Linked DNA regions of Sus scrofa: all the other regions are linked to region 1. Evidence: chromatin contacts called from public Hi-C and promoter capture Hi-C data. All regions are on one chromosome and are shown on one strand. The core of a region is the stretch at or near the end of the contact, and the rest is flanking DNA. Distances in the headings are between cores, read along the strand shown. Region 1 holds the start of SLC2A3 (solute carrier family 2, facilitated glucose transporter member 3). Region 2 has its middle 30 kb from the start of NANOG. Region 3 holds the start of NECAP1 (adaptin ear-binding coat-associated protein 1).

What was found. Promoter capture Hi-C pulls out the DNA fragments that hold promoters and counts their contacts. Hi-C and Micro-C count contacts between places; a contact is called where the count stands out from the background.
Region 2: a Hi-C map of alveolar macrophages shows a contact between it and region 1, with 2.2 times the contacts expected there. The contact joins the enhancer-like site here to the promoter of SLC2A3 in region 1. A contact is called at or near these places in 4 of 5 promoter capture datasets (fetal liver, fetal skeletal muscle and liver), 27 of 47 Hi-C or Micro-C datasets (adipose tissue, alveolar macrophages, blood and 13 more) and 2 of 2 datasets of contacts at active chromatin or transcription factors (alveolar macrophages and skeletal muscle).
Region 3: a contact with region 1 is called in a promoter capture Hi-C map of fetal skeletal muscle, with 4 times the contacts expected there. The contact joins the promoter of NECAP1 here to the promoter of SLC2A3 in region 1. A contact is called at or near these places in 1 of 5 promoter capture datasets (fetal skeletal muscle), 6 of 47 Hi-C or Micro-C datasets (embryonic fibroblasts, liver, omental adipose tissue and 2 more) and 2 of 2 datasets of contacts at active chromatin or transcription factors (alveolar macrophages and skeletal muscle).

Annotation. Positions count from the first base shown.
Region 1 is chr5:63,040,422-63,043,416 of Sscrofa11.1, reverse strand. SLC2A3 (solute carrier family 2, facilitated glucose transporter member 3) reads left to right here and starts at 1,462. Exons shown (of 11, transcript XM_021092391.1): 1 at 1,462-1,847.
Region 2 is chr5:62,960,070-62,963,064 of Sscrofa11.1, reverse strand. It overlaps the pseudogene LOC106507524. Among named protein-coding and RNA genes, the nearest start is that of NANOG, 30 kb to the right of the region's middle. Within about 2 kb of position 1,389, at least 9 of the 83 cell types and tissues checked have an H3K27ac peak or open chromatin away from gene starts, as enhancers often do. A contact at or near this core is called in alveolar macrophages and retroperitoneal adipose tissue, where this site is marked.
Region 3 is chr5:63,120,828-63,123,822 of Sscrofa11.1, reverse strand. It overlaps NECAP1 (adaptin ear-binding coat-associated protein 1), which reads right to left and starts at 1,543. Exons shown (of 8, transcript XM_021092395.1): 1 at 1,371-1,543. The coding sequence starts at 1,465. LOC110260746 (a long non-coding RNA gene) reads right to left here and starts at 1,364. Exons shown (of 2, transcript XR_002344116.1): 1 at 1-1,364.

The DNA.
Region 1 (2,995 bases), core at 213-2,712:
GGGTGTTCCCGTCGTGGTGCAGTAGAAATGAATCTGACTAGGAACCATGAAGTTGTGGGTTCAATCCCTGGCCTTGCTCAGTGGGTTAAGGATCCAGCATTGCCATGAGTTGTGGTGTAGGTCGCAGATGCAGCTTGGCTCTGGCATTGCTGTGGCGGTGGCATAGGCCAGCAGCTGTAGCTCCAATTCAACCCCTCTCCTGGGAACCTCCATATGCCATGGGTGCGGCCCTAAAAAAGACAAAAAGACAAAAAGTCAAAAAAAAAAAAAAAACTTTATTGAGGTAGAATTGGTTTACAACGTTGTGTTGGTTTCAGGTGTATAATAAGGTGATTCCGAATATACATAATTTTTTCAGATTATTATTATTTTTTGGCTGCACTTGCAGCATGCTGAAGTTCCTAGGCCAGGGGTCAAACCTGCACCATAGCAGTGACAGTGTTGGATCTTTAACCACTCCGCTGCCAAGGAACTCCCCTCTTTTTCAGATTCTCTTCCATCATCATTTACTACAAGATATCTAACATAGTTCCCTATGCTGTACAGTAGGTCCTTGTTGATGATTAATTTTATATAGAGTGGTGTGTTGATGTTGATCCCAAACTCCTAATTTTTGGTAACCATAAATTTGGTTGTTCAGTTGCATATCTTTTCATGAGTTTATTGCTCACTAGGATATTCTCTTTTGAGAAGTGTAGCACAGACCTTTTTAAAAAACCCTTGTCAGAGTTCCCTTGGCTCAGCAGAAAGGAATCGGAATAGTATCCATGAGGACAGCAGGTTCCATCCTTGGCCTCGCTCTGTGGGTTAAGGATCCAGAATTGCCCCGAGCTCCGGTGCAGGTGGCTCACATCCCTCATTGCTGTGGCTGTGGTGTAGGTGGGGAGCTGCAGCTCCAATTCGACCCCTAGCCTGGGAACTTCCATATGCTGCGGGTGGGGCGCTAAAAAGACAAAAATAAATAAATAAATAAAACCTTGTCACTCTGGACTCATCCCTTACTAAAGCTAAGCTATGAGTACACGCTCTCCAAAACACCCTTTCCTCTCTTGCCCCGCCCCTCCCCGGAAAGCGCAAATGGGGGGGGGGTGACTTTTACTCCTAATTCTAAATTTTAAAGAGTCCCTTTCAAGAGGTGGAGGGAAAGACAGATGGGGCTTTTCCTCGGAAAAAGAGCTACTGGGGTTCAAAAGAAGGCTCTCTGCCTTCTCAGCTCCGATTCTGGCCCCCCCTTGCGGATATATCTGGGGGCATCACCTTCGGAGTGAGGAGGTTTGAGGGGGAAAACGGTATCTCTTAAAGCAGAAATGTTAACACGCTCTTAACCGCGGCGTTAAGGATGGTGGGGCCCACAGCTATTTCCCAGTAAAGGGTTCCCCGCCTCTCCGCCGAGGCACTGGGGGCGCGGGGTGGGAGCCGGTGGGCGGCGGTCCGGTTGGTCAGTTTGGCTTGAAGGTGAGAAGTAAGGCTGCGGCCGTGGTTGGAGGGACTGGTGAAGGCGACCCCTGCTTACACCGCGGGAGCCGGACACACGAGTCACGTTTTATTCCCACATCAACGGATCCCTCAAAACGGAATCCTGGGCTTCTCCTAGATGCGCTGGGGTCCTAACGGCCGCTCAGGGGACGGGCGGAAGCGCAGCGGCAGCATCACCGCCACCCCCCACCCCCCACCCCGGGCACAGCCTCCTGGGACCAACGGAGCGACGCGGGTGGCCCTGGACATGGGCGGTTGAGCGGAGCCGCTGGGCCCAGTCGCAGTTTGCCGGGTCCAGGTGTTGAGCGAGCAGCGCTGTTCCTGTGCCCGGCCGCCGTGAGGACGACCCTCCCAGCTGGGCTCGGGTAGAGGTGGGTGGTGACTCACTGTTGGGCTGGCCTAAGGGAGAAGGGCTGGTGGGGCTTTGGAGAAACTAGCATGTAGCCTCCGAGTATTGGAGAGAATGTTTTGTTATTTCCTGAGCACCTACCATGGAGGAGCCCTGCTCCACGTGCTGGGGATCCCACTGTGACCAGGCAGGCAATGGCCCTGAAGTTTATATTCTAGGGAAGGGATAATCGACAAAAAAAAAAAAAAAAAAAAAAAAAGCGTGAATGTATAACAAAATGCCAAACGGTGATAAATCTTATGAAGAAAATACACAGAAATGGAGAGGGGACTGGCATATTAAATTGGGGAAGGGAGAAGGGGTGACACTTCCAAGAGTCTTTTGACCCGAGGCCTGAAGAAAGTGAGGGAGCCATAGGAAAACCATTTAGAGAAAACTATGCTAGTCTTGAAAGGTATCTACCAAGAGTTTAAGTGCTATACAGATGAGTAGCTTTGTAGATTTTTGCAAGATGAAAATTAGCATTTTCTTAGAAAATTATGGCTCATTCATTCAGTGCAAGTAGCACCTCAGTTTTTTTTCTTTCTTTCTTTCTTTCTTTTTTTTTTTTTTGCCTTTTGCTTTTTAGGGCCGCACCTGTGGTGTATGGAGGCTCCCATGCTAGGGTTCGAATCGGAGCTAGAGCTTCCAGCCTACGCTACAGCTGCCGGCCTGTGCCACAACCACAGCAATGCAGGATCCAAGCCGTGTCTGTGACCTACACCACAGCTCACAGAAACTCTGGATCCTTGACCTACTGAGCAAGGCCAAGGATCGAACCGGCAACGTCATGGTTCCTAGTTGGATTCATTTCTACTGCACCACAACGGGAACTCCGGCACCTCACTTTTAAAGAAAAGCATATTAATTTGAGCTAGAAGAGTTGTGGGGTTTGTTTTTGTTTTTGTTTTTTACCCAAGTGAGGATGACTGGAAGACAAGAACCAGGGGACAGAGGAAAGGAGAGAGATGAAGATGGGCGTGGGAAGGTTGCAGAGAAGTGAAAAGGAAAGGGTATAAGGAGGCTGTGGAATAGTCAAAGGAGTTGTCTGTCCTGATTCTCCCCCGCCTCCTAATAAACTCGGGAAATAGTCCTAGCAGTTCAGTGTATGTCTCAGCTAATCCTCAAAAC
Region 2 (2,995 bases), core at 140-2,639, 80 kb after region 1:
TGAGCCACCAGGAAACTCCTACTAAAAGATACTTGAATGGTTGCTTTCTATTTCTGCTAGCCCAGGCAGGAGCTCCATGTAGCCTTCCTTACACCCAACTTAATCCTCAAACTGTGGTGCTCTGTATCAGAGGAGATGAAAGGGTGAAACACCCCTGTCTGTCCCCAGGGATCCTCAGAGAGTACACCACATTCTCCAAAACTGTTGTTGTCTCCGCTCCTTTTTTCCATCTTTACTTCCTTATAATTCATTCTTCACATGACCAGAGTGACCTTTTAAAATCAGATCATGTTGCTCCCCTGCTCAAAGCTTTCCAATTCCACTTAAAATAGTTTTAAAATAGTTACGCTTAAAATAGTATCCAGGCTTTTCCCCCGGAGGCTGGTGCTATCTGGAGGCATTCAGAATGGTCCAGCGGTTGACATACCCTTGTAGGCTGTCCTACAACACAACCACTAATAAAACTAGGTTGTCCAGAACCTCTGATGATAGAATTATTTAACTTTATACCAAAAAGGATGGGAAAGCACCAAAATCCTCCTATGGCACATGCCCAGGCCACCTTTGAAGGGTTCATGCTGAGAGACCGGAAGTTGTCCACACAAAAAACATACCAGCAGGGCCTTTGGTAGTTCTGTGGGACCTAAATGTCTGTGGCAGGATCAAGCGAGTTTGCTGTATGGAGGAACAGAAAGTCATTGTGAAAGTGTGGAAGGCACAAAGCAGAGTCAGAACACTAAAAAAACGAAGTGTTTTGAGGGATCAAAAAATCAAAAGCAGAGTTCCGTGGTAATGAGCCTGACTAACATCTAAGAGGACGGCAGTTCGATCCCTGGCCTCACTCAGTGGGTTAAGGATCTGGTGTTGCCATGAGCTGTGGTGTAGATTACAGACACGGCTCAGATCTGGCATTGCTGTGGCTGTGGTGTAGGCCGGCAGCTACAGCTCCAGTTTGATCCCTAGCCTGGGAACCTCCAAATGCTGTGGGTTTGGTCCTAAGGGCCTAAATAAATAAATAAATAAATAAAAGATGTAAGAGAACTCAATATGGTATCCGGGAGCTGAGGGGAGAGTGTGCAAGAAAGGACAAATTTGGGAGACTATCTCCCCAGAGGAGGTTCAGCTTTTTCTGGAAAAGGCATGGTTGCCATTTCCTGGAGAGCAGGAGAATTTGCTGGACTGCACAGCTGCCTCTGTACACAGATGCCAAATAGAAACGTGGAGTTCGAGGAAACAGAAAAAACAGCTTTAATTGTCAGTGAAAGGGATCGTGGCAGGCTAGTGCCTTAAGGACTGTGGCCCCCTGAGGGGGTAGTGAGGAGTCTTATAGTGTTTGAAGAGCAGGGCGTGGTCAGCTTATGAACAACTTCCTGATTGGTGGGTGGTGAGGTAGTTGGAGTTAGTGTCATCAACTTTCTGGTTCCTACCCCACTGGGGTTTATGGACTTGCAGTCAGCATAGAGTTGACTTCTTTCACCTGCTGAGAGCTTCAGCACCAGCAAAACAAATGAACAAACAAAACAGCTCTGGAGTTCCCATCGTGGCTCAGTGGTTAATGAATCCGACTAGGAACCATGAAGTTGCGGGTTCGATCCCTGGCCTTGCTCAGTGGGTTAAGGATTGGGCATTGCCATGAGCTGTGGTGTAGGTCGCAGACGCGGCTTGGATCCTGTGTTGCTGTGGCTCTGGCGTAGGCTGGCAGCTACAGCTCCGATTCAACCCCTAGCCTGGGAACCTCCATATGCCGCGGGAGCGGCCCTAGGAAAGGCAAACAGACAAACAGACAAACAAACACGGCTCCAAGGACATGGCTCAAATACAATCTATAGTCCTTGAGGAATCAAAGGTCCTTGACCTTGTTGAGTGGCTAAACTATTACTCCTCTGTCTTGCTTGACCGTTTTCCCTTTATTTTCTCACTTTTCTGATTAAATTGATTCTTTGACTAGTTTTTCTATGGACAAAAAGGCAGTTGAAGGACATGAGTTGGGGGTCCACTCTGGGAAAACCTCACAGGGTCCTGCTTGATTACACTCCCCAGGCAAGCAAGAAACAACTCTTAGGTACGCCACGGCTGGTGGCCAGATATGTGAGTATTCAGAAAGGATCAAGCTGGCAACAGGTGAGAGGCATGGGACCTAGTGGAGTGAGTGCCAACCCTGGCCAGGCTGTGAGGTGGGTGAGGGAGCCTGGGTTCTGGGTGCATGCCTGACGGGGAGGGGACACCCCCCCCAATGTTGTCTCATCTCCACTACTGACCTGTGATATAGCCACGGACACCAGCAGAAGCCCACTTCCCTCTACAATATCCTTCTAGCACCATCTACTGAGAAAAACTTCACTGTGCTTAACAAGCCAAATAGATGATTCAAAGGGAATTCCAGGCATTACCACAAAACAGGTCTTGAAAGATGAATTTGACCCACAGCAAATATAATACTCAATGGAGAAAAGCTGAAAGCCTTCCCACTAAAATCTGGAACAAGACAAGGATACCCACTCTCACCACTTTTATTCAACATAGCACTGGAAGTCCTAGCCACAGCAATCAGACAAACAAAAGAAATAAAAGTGTCTAAATTGGAAGAGAAGAGGTAAAACTGTCACTGTATGCAGATGACATGATACTACATATAGAAAGCCCGTGGAGTTTCTGTCATGGCTCAGTGGTTAACGAATCTGACTAGGAACCATGAGGTTGCAGGTTCGATCCCTGGCCTCGCTCAGTGGATTAAGGATCCCAAGTTGCTGTGAGCTGTGGTGTAGGTCAAAGACGCGGCTCTGATCTGGCATTGCTGTGGCTCTGGTGTAGGCTGGCTGCTACAGCTCCGATTAGATCCCTAGCCTGGGAACCTCCATATGCCACGGGTGCGGCCCTAGAAAAGACAAAAAAGAAAAAAAGAAAAAGAATACCCTAAGGACTCAACCCAAAAACTATTCAAACTGATCAACAAATTCAGCAAAGTAGCAGTATATAAGGGTATAAGATTAACATT
Region 3 (2,995 bases), core at 294-2,793, 80 kb before region 1:
AAGAAGGAGAGGTCTCAGCTGACTCACCCATATTAGTACCTGGGACTACCATCAAAGAGCATGTAGATTCCTACTCAGGTCAATTTGGGGTCTCATTGAAAGTTTGAAATCAGAACTACCTCTTTGTCAAACGATACAACCCACCAGGTCTAGTGCACAGATCAGCAAGCACAAAGCTGATCAGCAAGCACAAAGCTTCTCACCATGAATGAACCTCTGATAAGGAGGCAAAATAACGGACATAGGGAGAGGATAACTTTTGGGCCAAGGTAATAATAAATGCCAAGAGGAACATCATGATGGCAATATGAGTCAGAAATCAAAACAGTATCTTATATACTGCCTTATTGTTTCCTAAATTCTTTTTAGGAAATTCATTTTCAATTCTTTTTCACATTTACTATACGACTTCATTTAACCCTCCAAAAACTTCTGCAAGGTATGTACCTAAAGCAGGTTTATTTATCAACTTTTTTTTTTTTTTTCTATTTTACAGATGAGAAAACCGAGGTTTGGAGAGGTTAAGAGATTTGTCTCAAATCACAGAGCTGTTAAGTTGCCAGGGCTCATACTCACATTTTTTTAACATGTAACCCAATAAATGACATGTTAACTCTTTGGACTACATGACTTGGTGACTTCCTACAGCCTCCTGAGCCCTCCGTCATTGGATTATAAGGGTTGGTTAGTTAGCCCTACAGAGAAAATGCTGCGTTAACTCTGGAGGCAAAAGCTTTAACAGAAATTAAGAGGGAAGGAACACAGAAAACACTATAGCAAATATACTTAAAAAGAAACAGACTGGACGACATTGGAAAACTTATGATCATAACCGTTGTCTACCGACAAAAAGAGCTGAAGGGAAAAACCATACGGTGGATGATGATATTTGGTAATAAGACTGAACAGCACAAAAGATAAATTAGCTCATCCAGAAAGCGGCCAACAACACAAAGAGTACCCACAAATGCGCACGAGGTACTGGAAATGGGGTAGAGAAGGGGAGACGAGGGTGACAAGCTGAAGGACGCAGGGAAAAGCGAAGGAAAGGTGATTGTAGATAGAGCAGGTAGGTTATCCATACCCACTGGATGTGGATAACCGGGAACAGATGGGTAGTCCAGAGGGTTCGAAGAGGAGGAGGGGTGAGAGAATGCAGGATGGTAATTTTTTTTAAGCAGCGGAAACAAGGATGATGGAAGTTCTGAGTTGGGGAAGAGCAAGAAGACAGGACGGTAACATCCCAGGTGAGGAGGCTAGCAAGGTGATAACCCAGAGGAGGAAGTGGGAGGGACAGGCAGCGTGCCACCTGAAGAGCAAACTACCATCCCGACCGGGTACGCCTGTGCTGCAGCGCCTCGGGTTAGTACCTGTAACCGCGGTTGGAGGCCCGGGGCGGAATCCGGTAGACGCTGACGTCGGGCTTCACACACAGGACCGACTCATACTCCAACTCGGCCGCCATCTTGGCTCTGCGCTCCGCGCCGCTGGGGGCGGGGCGTCAGCACGGGGGCGGTACGTAGAGGCGGGGAATGGCCTTACGCAACAACTTCCGCTTTTGCTACTTCCGCTCGCGTTTCGACAGGTCTCTGAGATTAACCTCCGGTGGGCGGTTTGGGGAAGCCATGTTGAAACCTGGAAACAGTGAGGTTGCGCGACGCACCATCTTGGGTAATGGCAAGGATGCCTTCCTTGTGCGTGATTCACGTTAGGGAAATCTCCATCCCCGAGAAGCGATGAGGGAAAGCGCCATCTTGCTCCCAGTGGTTGACATCGGTTCTGTCAGAGGACGACCATCTTAAAAGTCTGGCGATTTTTTTTCTTTCCAGAGTCACTTCTCAACCGTGGTTTCTAAGCAGAAAAGGGCTCTCCTCCAGTGGATTTTAATCTTCCAAATCCAAAGTTCAAAAATGCACAGCCGGATCCGTTGCCTTATAATAGCACTTTTTTATCTGGGAGTTTCCAGACAGGTACCTGTTGAAATAGTCGGCCACACTTTCAGTGTGTATTATGGTTATCTTTTTGTAAATGTTGCACATGTTAAACTGTAAATGGGATCAGCTCGATTCCTGACCATTTCGGAAAACATCATGAACTATTTAATAGCCGCTGTTTGCTCCCAGTTCTATTATCATGATAAATCCTACTAACAGTTTCTATAAACATGTGCCTTGTACATTCTAAATATAAACTTGCCACAACACTGTCACTTAAATGATTTAATTAGCACAGATAGCAAAAGGAAAGCTGAGATGCGAACTTAAGTCTATCTTAACTACAACAGCTGTGGTCTGCATTGCATTATGTTGACTGAATGAAAAACCTATCCCTAATTTGTCTACCCTATGTAGCAAAGTAATATTTTAAAATTTTAAAAAAATAATAAGGAGTTTCCTGTCATGGCTCAATGGTTAACGACTCCAACTAGGAACCATGAGGTTGTGGGTTCGATCCCTGTCCTTGCTCAGTGGGTTAAGGATCCTGCGTTGCCATGAGCTATGGTGTAGGTCAGGTATGGTGTAGGTCACAGGCGCGGCTGGGATCCTGCTTTGTTGTGGCTCTGGCGTAGGCCAGTGGCTGCAGCTCCAATTACACCCCGAGCCTGGGAACCTCCATGTACTACGAGAGCGGCTCTAGAAAAGGCAAAAAGACAAAAATAAAAATAATAAATAAAAATACATTAAAATAAAGAGAATAATATCTAGCGTTTGTAAGGGTATGAGGAATCGGATACTCGCCTACACTGTTGGCAGGAATGTAAATTGGTACATTTCTAAAGGAAAATGTAGCAGAATTAAAATATTGTACATAACCTTGAGTTTAGCAGATCCACTACTAACTATTTTATGGAAATTTGCATGTGTGCAAAAAAAGGTACAATAATGATTATTACAGCATTGTTCATTAATAGTGAAACATGGAAACAGCATGAATGTCTAGGAACAGAAAATGGTTAATGGCATATCTGTAAGCTTTGAGATATATATAGTAAATA